2 separate regions of the Sus scrofa genome follow, and region 2 is linked to region 1. Evidence: chromatin contacts called from public HiChIP or PLAC-seq data. All regions are on one chromosome and are shown on one strand. The core of a region is the stretch at or near the end of the contact, and the rest is flanking DNA. Distances in the headings are between cores, read along the strand shown.

Region 1 (6,578 bases), core at 1,753-4,252:
ACCCCCAGGATAGAAATCTCTCAACTCCTTGGCGATGCCCTGGTTCTGTCCTGGCTCATCCCTGCTGGCTGCTGTCACCGAGAACATGGCATTGTCTGCATTGCTGTACTGTACAAAGGAAAGGCGTTTTCTGAGACAAGGTGGAACCTGTCATGTGTCACCTGCCAGCCTCCATTCTCTGCCTCCTCTTGCCCCCTCCCTCTACCACCTGGCTCAGTGCAATACTCCCGTCCTGGTGGGGTCCCTTGCCATGGTACTGTCGCTGCAGCCCCTCGGCCCCCACCCCGGGACGAGCACCCTTGGCCTCCTCCCTGGTGGTTCAGTTGCATCGCCTGTCCCCACCCCAACCTCGTTTTTATGGCTGAACTGATTTCGAAACAGCAAAACTGCAAACCTTGTGTGTCTTAATTCTCTCCGGGGGTTCTGTGTGCTCAGCCCCCGTGGTCTGGTGTGTGACAATCTGGAGCACAGTCTCCTCAGGCACAGGATGTCGTCCCGCTCAAACCCAGAGCTGTGGGCGCCTCTGTGACCCTGCAGCCACTGCTGGCCCAATAACACTTGTATGCAGCCCCAGACCCCCAGCCCCTGTCCCGCTCCCCCACCTTTTTACGTTGAAGAGATCTCTCTAATAAATCGGGTAATAAGCGTCAACTGTCTCGCTGTACAACAACTCTGTGTGCATTCCGATGGTCTGGGTGGGAGTTTAAGGACTGACTTTGAACAGCAAAGAGAAACTTTAGTAAGAATTGAGAGAATTAAATAACAGCAACAACAACAGACCCTACTGCCTTAATGGCTGTGGCCTCCTTTGGGTTATAGTTCAGCTCGGAAAAACACTCAAAGGAACAAACACTCAGATTTTGTATTTGTCCTGCCAGAGTCACTCAAGTTGAGTAATGCACAGACCCATTTTAAGAGGAAACTATTTCTCCCAGACTCCCTATTTGAGAAACTCTGTGCTGGAAGTAATATTCTGTTTATAAGCAAGCTCTTGGAGACCCCGTTTTAATCACAGACTAGAGAGCATGGCTAGTTTATACACTAGACTTGTAGGTGATCTCGATTGTGCTCACTTTTTGTTCACAGATGAGGATTCAGATACTCTCAAGGATGTGTCTGCGTTGTGAAAATCATGTTTGGGACCATCCTGTCACCAGAACAACCCGTATTCCATGACAGGCAGTTATCAGGGGTTCCCTCTGTGCCCTCACCCCTACCTGAATCTCAACAACAAGCAGAGCATACAAAGCTAGCATTTAGTGTTGTGTTAGGGAGTTGTGTTACAAGATGAACGTTTAAAGGAGCTCCTGCTGTGGTGCAAAAGAATTTGCAGCGCCAAGACACAGGTTCAATCCCTGTTCCGGCACAGTGGGATAAACGACCCAGAGTTGCCACAACTGGGGCTTGGATCTGATCCCCAGCCTGGCAACTCCATATGCCTTGGGGTGGCTGAAAAAATTAAAAAAAAAAAAAAAAGATAAACATTGAAAGAGGGCAAAGCTGAACCACCAAGTTCAAATCCCAGCTCTATGCTGTCTCATTGGGCACAGAGGTATTAGAATAACATTCCTGGAGTTCCCATCGTGGTGCAGTGGTTAACGAATCTGACTAGGAACCACGAGGTTGTGGGTTCGATCCCTGGCCTTGCTCAGTGGGTTGAGGATCTGGTGTTGCCGCGAGCTGTGGTGTAGTTCACAGACGTGGCTCAGATCCCGCATTGCCGTGGCTCTGGCATAGGCCGGTGGCTATGGCTCTGATTAGACCCATAGCCTGGGAATCTCCATATGCCACCGGAGCGGCCCTAGAAAAGGCAAAAAGACAAAAAATGACATTCCTTCTCTGGTCCTCACTTTCCCCATCTACAAAATGGGTTGATGGGGAATTTAGGTTTTTTTTTTAAGCTTTGACTCCACAACCTTGTAGATCAACTATATTTCTTTCTTTTGTCTTTTTAGGGTCACACCCGTGGCATGTGGAAGTTCCCAGGCTAGAGATTGAATTGGAGCTGCAGGCGCCAGCCTACACCATAGCCACAAAAATGCCAGAGCAGAGCTACCTCTTTGATCTATACCACAGCTCACAGCAATGCTGGGTCCTTAGCGGGGCCAGGGATTGACAAACTTTCGTCCTCATGGATACTAGTCGGGTTCTTTACCAGTGATCCATAATGGGAACTCCCTCAAATATATTTCAATAAAACTTAAAAAAAAAAAAAGCAAGAGTTCCTTTCGTGGCTCAGCAGTTAACGAACCTGACAAGGATCCATGAGGATGCAGGTTCGATCCCTGGCCTCTATTAGTGTGTTAAGGATCCAGCATTGCCCTGAGCTGTGGTGTAGGCTGCAGACGCGGCTTGGATCCTTCGTTGCTATGGCTGTGGTGTAGGCCGGCCCCTGTAGCTCTGATTGGACCCCTAGCCTGGGAACTTCCATATGCCGCGGGTGTGGACCTAAAAAGCCAAAAAGAAAAAAAAAAAAAGCTTAACCCCTGAAACACAGTAAGTATTCATTGGCGGGTGGTAGAGCATGATGATGACTCTCACAGAGGGTCAATCCAGCCTCTAGTGCTTTTCGGTCCCCATCCCAGCTCCTTGAGCTATCTGGACGAGAAACTCCCCGGACACGCCTCCCTTGGCCACGCCTTCTATTGACCCCGCCTCCTAGGCTTCACCCACGCTGGCCCCACTTCCTCTCTGGACGGGCTTCTTCTTGGTCCCGCCTCATCAGGCTCCGCCCCACTCGCAGTTCCTGATTCGCTCTTGCTCAGCCCACAGATGCAGGTTCCCTGAGGCGCGAGGACCCACCTGAGCCTGCCCTTAGTACTGCCTTAAGAGCGAGTCCCCCATCCCTGGCGGCGACAGTCCGGCAGAAGTCCGTCACAGAGGACCCACTTAAGGACAGTTTGGAGGTTACGGGGCTCCAGAGTCCCCGCGGTATGGGGCTGCGGGATGGGTTCCTATCTTCCTGTTCAGGCGCGGACGGGGCAGCGAGGCACGCGCCGCGAGGGAGGAAGGCCCCCGGCGCAGGCCCCGGATATTTGTGTCAGCGCCGCCGGTACCGTCCCAGCCGATGGGTCGGGACACACGCTCGCGTTCGCGGTCCGCTGGTCGCAGGAACCGGAGACAGCGGAGTAGGAGCGGAAGTCGGAGCCGAAGTCGGAGTGGGAGCCATGGGCGGAGAAGCCGACGGCGCCGGGACGACGAGGGGCGGCGCAGGCGGAGGCGGAGGAGCCGGGATCGCAGGTAGGGTAGCTGTGTGAGCCGCGCTGGTGGGTCCGGCTCCAGCCCTCGGGGAGTTGGGAGGCTCCGAGTTAGGGAAGACTTCTTGAAGAAGGGGACGTCTGAGCACGTCGGAATTAACTAGACAGCGACAAGAAAGTGAAAAGCATTCCAAGCAAGGCACCTGGTAGCTGGAGGTACAGCAAGAAGAGCAGTGAGCGGGGCGGAGCGGAGTAGATGAGTTTGGAGAGAAAGTAGGAGACCAGATCGTGCAGTCGTGCGTACCGTGGTAAAGGGTTTGACTGTTATCTGGAGGGCTGTGGAGGATTTTGAACCAGGGAGTGATGTGATCTGGATTACCTTGCAGAACTCCCGCTTGCTTTCGCGTGGAGAAGGGACTGAGTGGGTACGCAAGAGTGACACCAGGGAGGAAAAAAATAGTACAGCTGTCCAGGCAACAGATGATGATGGCTTTCGGGAGAGGTAGGCTGTAATGAGGTACACTGGGAAAAGTAGCTCAATTTGAGAGGGATTTCAGAAGGAGAAGTGACAACCCTTGCTAATGGAGGTAGGCTGTGAGAGGGGAGAATTGTTGATGATGGTGGCAGAAGTCAGTTAATTCCCCAGACTTGGTGCTTAGCTTCCCTTCAGCCCATGGTCCTTTTCTTTTGGAGATGAAACACCTGGATTGAGTTGAGTCTGCTTCAACACAAAGAAATCAGCACCATGATAGGGACTGACTCTCAGACCTGTGTCCCAGTGCTGGCTCAGCCCATAACTGGCTCTGACACTCAGGCCAATCCCTGCCCCACTACGGTCCATGTTTCCTCATCTCTGTCCCCAAGACCTAAATGGGGCTTCTCCATCCATATGCACTGTCTCCTATTACTCCAGCCTGTTCTTCACACATAACCAGACTGGCACTAGTCAGACATAGCTGATCACCCTCTAGGTTTGAGATCTGGCTTTTCCTTTTGAGTCTCATAGGGTTATTCCCATCCAGGAATTCTAGGAAGAAAGAAGGTAGCAGAAATAGTAAAGAGATGGTTTAAACCAGGGTTTAGGAGTCCCAGTGCAGCAGGTTGAGAATCCGACTGCAGGGAATTCCTGTTGTGGCACAGCGGAAGCGAATCCAGCTGGTATCCATGAGGATGCAGTTTTGATCCCTGGCCTTGCTCAGTGGGTCAGGGATCAGCGTTGCCGTGAGCTGTGGTGTAGGCCAGCAGCTGTAGCTCCAATTCCACCCCAAGCCTGGGAACTTTCATATGCTGCAGGTGCAGCCCTCAAAAGACAAAAGCTGAAAAAAAAAAAAAAAAGAATCCAACTTCAGCGGGTCTGGTGCCTGCAGAGATGCAGATTTGATCCCTGGCCCTGTGCAGTGGGTTAAAGGATCCGCCATTGCCACAGCTGTGGTGTAGGTTGTACACCACAGACCCAGAAAAACAAAAAACTAGGCTTAGCAAACTACAGTCTGTGGACCAATAATAGTTTTTACATGTTTAAATGATGAGGGGGAAAAAAATCAAGAGTAATATTTCATGATACGTAAAAATTAGATGAAATTCAAATTTTGAAGAGTTCCTGTCATCGCTCAGCGGTGACGAATCCAACTAGTATCCATGAGGATGCGGGTTCAATCCCTGGCTTTGCTCAGTTGGTTAAGGATCCAGCATTGCCTTGTGAGCTGTGGTGTAGGTCCCAGATGTGGCTCCGATCCAGCATAGCTATGGCTGTGGCATAGGCCAGCAGCTGTTGCTCCAGTTAGACCCCTAGTCTGGGAACTTCCATATGCCATGGGTGTGGCACTAAAAAGCAAAAAAAAAAAAAAAAAAAAAAAAAAAAAAAAGAAGAAGAAGAAGAAGAGAAAAGAAATTCAAATTTTGGTGTCCAGACATAAAATTTTATTGACCAGATTTACAAATCTATGCCCATTTGTTCACGTACTGTCTGTGGCTACTTTTTGTTTGTTTAGGGCCTCACCTGGGCATATGGAAATTCCCAGGCTAGGGGTCAAATTGGAGCTGCAGCTGCCGGCCTACACCACAGCCACAGCCATAGCCACAGCCACACTAGATCTGAGCTGCATCTGTGACCTACACCGTAGCTCACAGCAACACTGGATCCTTAACCCACCGAATGGGGCCAGGGATGGAACCCTCATCCTCATGGATACTAATAGGGTTCGTTACCACTGAGCCACAACAGGAACTCTGTGTTTTCTGAAGATTTTAGTTATTCACAAGACTTAGCCGCCCTAGATAAGGAATTAAGAGTCTGTGTCATTTATGAAGATTTGACCAAATTTGTAGTTTGTATTTAAGGACTTCAAAATAATTGGTTTTCATGGTGTAAGTGTTTGTTTGTTTGTTTGTTTGTTTGTTTTGGGCCATACCTGCAGCCTGCAGAAGTTCCCAAGCCAGGAATCGAAACCATGCCACAACAGCAACCCAAGCTGTTGCAGCAACACTGGATCCTTAACCTGGCGTGCCACAAGCTCACTCCTCATGGTGTAGATTTTTTGACTTGAGCTTAATAAGTGGAGCATTTAATAAAATTAAGACATATTTAGTTTCTCAGAGGCCCCCAACATTAAAGGATCTACCCCCAGTGTTCATAGATTGCCTTCCCTGCCTGTAGTGCCCTTCCATGGCTCTGTTTTCCTGCCATTGTTTCTCCAGTTCACTCCTCCCATCCTGTAGGACCAGTTAAACACCACTCCTGTAAGCCCTCCCTTGACACCTTGGACAGCGCTTACAGCTCATGCACCATCTGGCCCCAGCCTTCCCTCCCTCCCTCCTGCACTCCCCCTTATTCACTCCGCTCCAGCCACACAGACCTACCTGCTACTGCTTGAATATGCCAAGTAAATTCCTGCCCCAGGGCCTTTGCTCTTGCTGTGCCCTCTGTCTAGGTCACCATCTCCCCAAAACTCCCTTCCCTATTTCTCCAATGTTACCTCCTCGGAGAGATCCCCCCTGACCTCCCCATGCCCTAATGCCACATCACTATCTTTGTGATTCATTGTACCATCTAGTGTCACACTGTGTGTTTACTTGTTGACACTGCAAAGCAGGGATTGTCAATGTTTTGGTCATCGCTCTGTCCCCAGAACCTAGAACAGCTCCTGGTACCCATTCGGAGCCCGCTAAACAGCTGTGGAATGGATGCCTGGCCAGCAGGCCATGAGCAGAGCTCTGTGGCTTCCCTCCACAGGTCAGATTCAGATGAAGAGCGGTGGCGGCAGCGGCGAGGCAGGCAGAGCCGGAGCCCCCCACCGCCCCACTGGCGCTCCCAGGACCTGTCCTCTCAGTCCGACTCTGGCGATGAACGGCAGCAACAGCGGGGCCGATGGGCCCGCCGGC
Region 2 (6,163 bases), core at 1,454-3,953, 49 kb after region 1:
TCCTCCTGGGTCAAGCTCGAAGCCTGGGCTCCCCAGTGTCTGTGTGTGTCCCATCTGAGCGCTGATCAGGCCTGTTCACTCACAACTGTCTGGTTATGTGGGTCTCATTCCCATTGGCCCGTGAAAGCCCCATGAAGGGGGAGGTCGGTCTGCCTGTGTCACCGGTTGCACAGCAGGCACTCAGCTGTGCCTGGGGCCCTTTGCACCTTTCTTGATCTTCTTTTCCTGTATCTTCTCCGTGCACATCTTGTAGGCTTCGGACTGCTGGTACGCTCTCAGCTCCTTCATGTACTGCTGCTTCTCCCGTTCGGCCTCATCCAGGTACCGCTAGCGGGAGCAGCAAGAGAAGGCTTGGCTCAGTCTACCCCATCTCCATCATTCAGCTCACTGTTCTGACCCTTCCCACAGCTCCCTACTGCCCTCCAGACAAAACCCACCCTCCAGGCTGCTACTCAGGCCACCTCCTGACTCCCTGAACTCACCTACTTCACCCCAATTCCAGCGTTTATAAACCACTCCTTGTGTCTGACTATCTGCAGGCTCCCACGTCCAGGCTGGACTGCCCTCCCAAACCCACTTTGCTTGTTGAAATCCCACGTAGAGGGTGCAAGCTGGTGTGTTTTGTTTTTTTGTTTCTCCTTGATATTTTTGCAATTTTAAAATTAATTGCCAGATTTAAAAATCAGGTTTCCATCGAAAATGCAGCCCCCACCCTTCTTCTTTAGTATAATGTAGTTTATTTATTTATTTTTGACCACGCAGGCAGCATGCAGAAGTTCCTGAGCTAGGGATTGAACCCACGCCACAGCGGTGACAACACTGGATCCTTGACCTGCTGAGCCACCAGGTAACTCCCACATTGTTTAAGGTTTACCTCTGTTCCTGCGTATGGCTACCCTTTAACAAGCCGGAGAGAGCTAATAGGTGGTCACTTCTCCAGGCGGAAGGAAGGACACTCCACACCCTTTCCTTTGGGGTAAGTGGCTGCGGGTGAGTGTCTGAGCGTATGGAGAGAGGTCAGTGGTCTCGGCAGTCCCCACCTGCTTCTCCGCTGGCTGCAGCTTGCTCCACTCCGCGCCCAGCATCTTGGTAATCTCGGGAAAAGGCAGGTCTGGGTGGCGAGTACGAATCTGCTCACGCCGCTCGTTCAGGAAGCGCACGTAGCCGGTGACCGGTGCCTTAGGCCCATTGGGTAGGATCTTCTTCCGCTTCTTGCCCTTGGGCCAGCCGCGCTTCTTCACCGGCTGCAGAACCCAACCGGGCCGTTGGGAGGGGGCCTGAAGGGCTGGGGCTGGGCCCAGAGAGGAAGGGGCATGGCCCTGGATGGGTCCTAGCCAGGAGGTGGGACCCAGAGGCCTGGAGGTATGGCCTGGACAGAGTTCAGGATTGGAAGAGTGAGGTGAGGAAAACCCTGGCCAGGGGTGAAGGGATCAAAGGGACTGGGGTCAGAGGATCAGCCCATGGATGCGGCAGGCTTGTGGTGTGGGCGTGGGCTCTGGGCGTGGGCGTGGTTTCTGTACTGGAGGCGATCTTCTGGCAGTGGGCGAAGCTGGCATTCGGCGATGGGCGGGGCCTGAGCTTAGAGTGGCAGGGGAGCTTCTGGTGGCGTGGTATTTGGCACTTGGGCGGGGTCTCAGCATCTTGAGGGAACTCTGGTCGGTGGGCGGAGCCACAGCGAATTCATATTGAACTCGGGGCGGAGCTTCAAGGCTAAGGGTCGCCGCCCCCAAAGTGCAGGGACTCACCTCCTCCTCGTGGGACCCCTTCTCTCCTGCCCGCGGGCCCTCGATGCGCTCTTGCTTGACAGCAACCACGAATCCCCCGTGCTGTCCTGGAGTCTTACCGCTCGCCGACCTGGAGACACGGGAAGCCAGGGTCACCCCACTCTCCAAACCCGAAGGCGGAGCTGGCAGCTCGAGGGCTGAGTCCTTAGAGGGGTTTGAGGTAATCAGGATTGGGGGTGGGGGGCTGAGACAGCAGGGGCACTACCGGAGCCACAGGGACCTGGGAGAGTCTGGAACCTAGGGATCATCCTCACTACCCCCCACCTCCGACGGTATCACTGGCAGCTAAGGGCCTGAATTCTGGAAACAGAGGTCTGAGGGGGTCAGGATCCGAGGATGGGGACCCCTTAAAGGCTAGAGCCCAGGAATTGGGAAAAGCTGGTGAGGGCCCGAGGGGGAGGGCCTGCTCCAGGTTGGGGGAGTCAAGACCGTGGGGGGCAGGGGTCGAAGAGCTCCTACGCGACCTGGGGGGCGCCCAGGCTGTAGCCCAGAGTGGGCTGGGGGAGGGGATGTCGCACTCACGCGGCAGCCGCGCCGGGCTGCTTGGGGCCGTGGGACATGGCCGCTCCCGGCCGCACCTGGAAAGCACAATCGTGGCCGAGTGAGGGTCTCTCGAGCAGCTGACGGCGGGGTCTGGCTGTGGAGCCCCGGAATGCCGGGGGGGGCAGGATCCGGGGACAGGGAGGCCCTCGAGGGCGGGCGCCCCAGGGATCCTTTGTTGGACGATCGCCCCCCAGGAGACCCAGGTCCGCAACCCCCGGCTCGGGAGGGGCCCCGCCCTGATCCTGGGACCCCCACGCCCCCCGCTCTCTCGCAGGGCCCCGACTTCTGCGGCTGTTTTCACCTCGAAAGAAACTTTCCCGGACCTCTCGGCTGCTGCGACGCTCCAACCAACCGCTCCAAGCCCGCCCCTGCCGCCTGCTCCGCCCCACCCCGCCCCCGGCATGCTAATAAAGGCTCGGCGAGCGGTCGGATTGGGTGTGCCCTACCCATGGGGCGTGGCCATGCAGATGAAGGTCGGCGCGCCCGTTGGTGATTGGCTGGGGCAGACGCTGAGCCGCGTGGGAGGTTAGTGGGAAAGGCTGCGGGCGGGTGCGTCAAGTTCGGCTGTGCTCGGCCCGCTCTCGGGACCAATCAGGATGCTTTGAGGCACCGCCGGGGCGGAGCCTCTTAAAGGGCCAGTAGATGCGGCAAGAATTTTTCCTTCGTACGTAAAGGGGAGACTCCACGCCCCTGCGGGATCCCGGGACCAGTGGGCTGTGTCGGGCTCGGCCCTAGTTGCCATGGGGCTGGCGGCAGGTTGCTAGGGAAGGGGTTGATCTTTGGGAGCAGCTCCTTTCCCCACGGCAAAGTGGGATATGTTCTTAGCAAACCTGGCGGGGAAGTTTCCCATTTATTGACTGGACTTGGAGCCGCGGTCGTGTCCTGCCTTGCTCTGAGCCGGAGGCCTCTGGATGCAGGGGCCTCAGCTTTTCCTTTTATGCAATAGGGGTTTTGTAGTGTCCAGGACCAGAAGGCTGCGAGGTTGAGACTGGGAGCTGGGCTGGAAGCATTTGGGGAAAGGTGGTGGGGACAGGAAGGCTGCAAGGACCTCATGAAGGTGGAGGGCTAGGAGACTCTGCCCCGGAATCTTGAGGAACCCCAGGCAGCAGCCCGATCTTCTCACAGCATGGACCGGGGTTGCCTCTGCGCCCAGAATGGTAGTTGTGGCCACTGGGTGTTCGTGATGGTTCATTAGAGTCTAAACAATCTGTCCAGATCACCTCCCTGCTCTCACCTCCCTTCACTTTTCCCCTCACTTTCTCCACACCAGCGACCTCGTTGTTCTTCACGTACATCCGTTTCATTCATTCCCTCCTCTGGACTTTTGCACTCGCTCTTCCTTCTACCTGGAGTGTCCCTCCCCGAGATTAAATGTCCCTCTTTTCAGTGATATTTTCCAAGGCTTGTACCCCACCCCATACACCAGTCTTATCTTTTCTCCATATGAGCTGCCTGTTTGCTCGTTGCTGTATTCCTAGCACCCAGAACAGTGCCCACAGGTGCTCTAATACATAGTCATTGAATAAACAATTGAATGAATCATGTAAATTTCTAACAAGCAAGAGCAGCTGCTTTGAAAAACAATCTGGCAGCTGGAAAAAAAAAGCAAAAGAAAACATGGAGTTACCATGCCATCCATCAATTGCACTCCTAGGGATATACCCAGGAGAATTAAAAACATACCTATATACAGAAACTTGCACATGAATGTTTTCAGCAGCCTGATGCTCACAATAGTGAAAAAGTGGAAGCAGCCCAAATATCTATCAGTTGGTTAATAGGGAAATAATGTGGTCCATCCATCCAATAGAATATTACTGGCCTTAAAACGAATAAATTGCTGATTCATGCTATGACGGGATAAGCCTTGAAAACATTAGGCTCAGTGAAAGGTGCCAGTCACAAAGGGCCAAACAATGTGTGTTTCCATTTACATGAAGTGTCCAGAACAGGCAACTGCAGGGAGATAGGAAGTGGATTAGTGGTTGCCTGCGGCCAAAGAATTGGTGGGGAGGGGGAATGGATAGTAACTAAGGGGCTGATTAGGCACGGGTTTTTTTTCAGGGTGATCACAATGTTCTAAAATTAGACTGTGGTGGAGTTCCCGTCATTGCTCAGCGGTTAACGAACCTGAATAGCATCCATGAGGATGCAGGTTCAATCCCTGGCCTTGCTCATTGGGTCAAGAATCAGGCATTTCTGTGGCTGTGGTGTAGGCGGTCAGCTACAGTTCTGATTCGACCCCTAGCAGGGGAACCTCCATATGCTGCAACATGGCCCTAAAAAAAAAAAAATTAGAATGTGATGATGGTAGCATCTCTCTGTTAATACACTGCAATCTATTCATACACTACAGTGTTAATACAGTGATAGTGTTCCATGGAATTGTACACTGTAAATGGGTGCATTGTAAAGTAAGAGAATTAAATCACAATAAACCTGTTTTCCTAAGAGTGAGTGCAAGGCTGAGGAAGATGAGTGATGCCCTGGAATCTTGACAGACCCAGATTCCAGACTCTGCTCTGTTGCTTCATCAGCTGTGGGATTTGCCACTCTCTGCTGGGTTAGAAACAATCTAGGTGAGACTGCTGCGTTAGAAGCTAGGGGAAGGCCCGTCGTCCGAGCGCCGCCTCTTTACCTTGATTGATGGGGCTGGTGTTGGCATAGAAACTGTCCTTTCACTTCCAAGGTACCACACAGAAATTCAGGCCTCTTCTTGTGCATCAGAAAGGATTGAAAGGTTTTGAGGTTGATTTTGAAAGCAGTTTGGAGCTTGTTGGCATCCAGATAAATGCCTTGCTGCGTGGATATTTTCTAGAAAAACAAAGTGTCTTTAGTCCAAACTGCATTGCATTCACTCCAATTCATGTAATCCAGACACATACCCGCTCCAACGAGCAGCATGTCATCATTGCAGCATTTTTGCTGTTTTTTACATCCTTTTTACAGTTATCTAAAAGCAGATTCTTTTGCCCCAAATTCATGAATAAGTTTTTCTTAGCAAAGTTCTCTCAAGTTCTACCTCTCAGTAAAACCAATAATTCCAGCTGTCTCATGCAGTTTAATTCATGCTAGTTTCTTTGTCTTTATGTCTGTGCTTCATTTGGAAATATTTATAGTATGAAACCAGGAAGAGTCTCCGCATTTGTGGTCCTAGAAATGCGAGATCGGGGAAGCATAGCTTAAACTCTTTGTTTTGAAATGAATTTCACTATGCAAATGATATGCAAATTCATTTTATTTGTACCAGATGTAAGTAGTGCAGGCTGCTGTATACCTCCACAATCCTCCCCGTGATCAGCTTTGTTACATATGTGTCTTACTAAAACTTTTCCTGCGCGCGCGCACACGCGCACACACACACACACACACACACACAGTATGAGTGTTGTCCTAGGGCTACAGGAACAAAGCACTACAAACTGGATGGCCTGAACAACAGAAATTTGTTGTCTTACAGTTCTAGGGGCCAGAAGTCCAAGTTCAAGGGCGTGGTCAGAGAGTTCCTTTGTGTTGCAGCCGGTTAAGGACCCAGTGTCGTCACTGAGTAGCAGTGGGTTTGATCCCTGCCCCTTCCTGGCCTGGGAACTTCCACAGCGGCCATAACAAAAACAAGGTCAGGACTGGTTCCTCCTAAGGCCATGAATATGCCCCAAGGTCTCTGCATGCTTCTGGCTTCTGGGGGTCCCAGGCCATCTGTGACATTGCTTGGCTTGTAGAAATATTACTGCATCTCTGCTGTCATGTTCATATGACGTTCCCCGTGCATGTGTGTCAATGTCCAAATTTCCTCTTTTTATAAGGTCACCAGTCATATTGTACTAGGACCCAGCCTG

Evidence for each region. HiChIP or PLAC-seq counts read pairs in DNA pulled down with a chosen protein or histone mark.
Region 2: a contact with region 1 is called in an H3K27ac HiChIP or PLAC-seq map of alveolar macrophages. The contact joins the promoter of MFSD12 here to the promoter of CACTIN in region 1. A contact is called at or near these places in 1 of 5 promoter capture datasets (liver), 12 of 47 Hi-C or Micro-C datasets (blood, embryonic fibroblasts, epiblast stem cells and 5 more) and 2 of 2 datasets of contacts at active chromatin or transcription factors (alveolar macrophages and skeletal muscle).

Annotation. Positions count from the first base shown.
Region 1 is chr2:75,046,248-75,052,825 of Sscrofa11.1, forward strand. CACTIN (cactin) reads left to right here and starts at 3,003. Exons shown (of 11, transcript XM_021084098.1): 1 at 3,003-3,240; 2 at 6,430-6,578. The coding sequence starts at 3,068. It overlaps PIP5K1C (phosphatidylinositol 4-phosphate 5-kinase type-1 gamma), which reads left to right. Exons shown (of 18, transcript XM_021084102.1): 18 at 1-651.
Region 2 is chr2:75,095,828-75,101,990 of Sscrofa11.1, forward strand. MFSD12 (major facilitator superfamily domain-containing protein 12) reads left to right here and starts at 2,704. Exons shown (of 10, transcript XM_021084115.1): 1 at 2,704-2,852. The coding sequence starts at 2,729. HMG20B (SWI/SNF-related matrix-associated actin-dependent regulator of chromatin subfamily E member 1-related) reads right to left here and starts at 2,739. Exons shown (of 10, transcript XM_021084120.1): 1 at 2,629-2,739; 2 at 2,307-2,362; 3 at 1,746-1,854; 4 at 1,041-1,244; 5 at 207-327. The coding sequence starts at 2,730.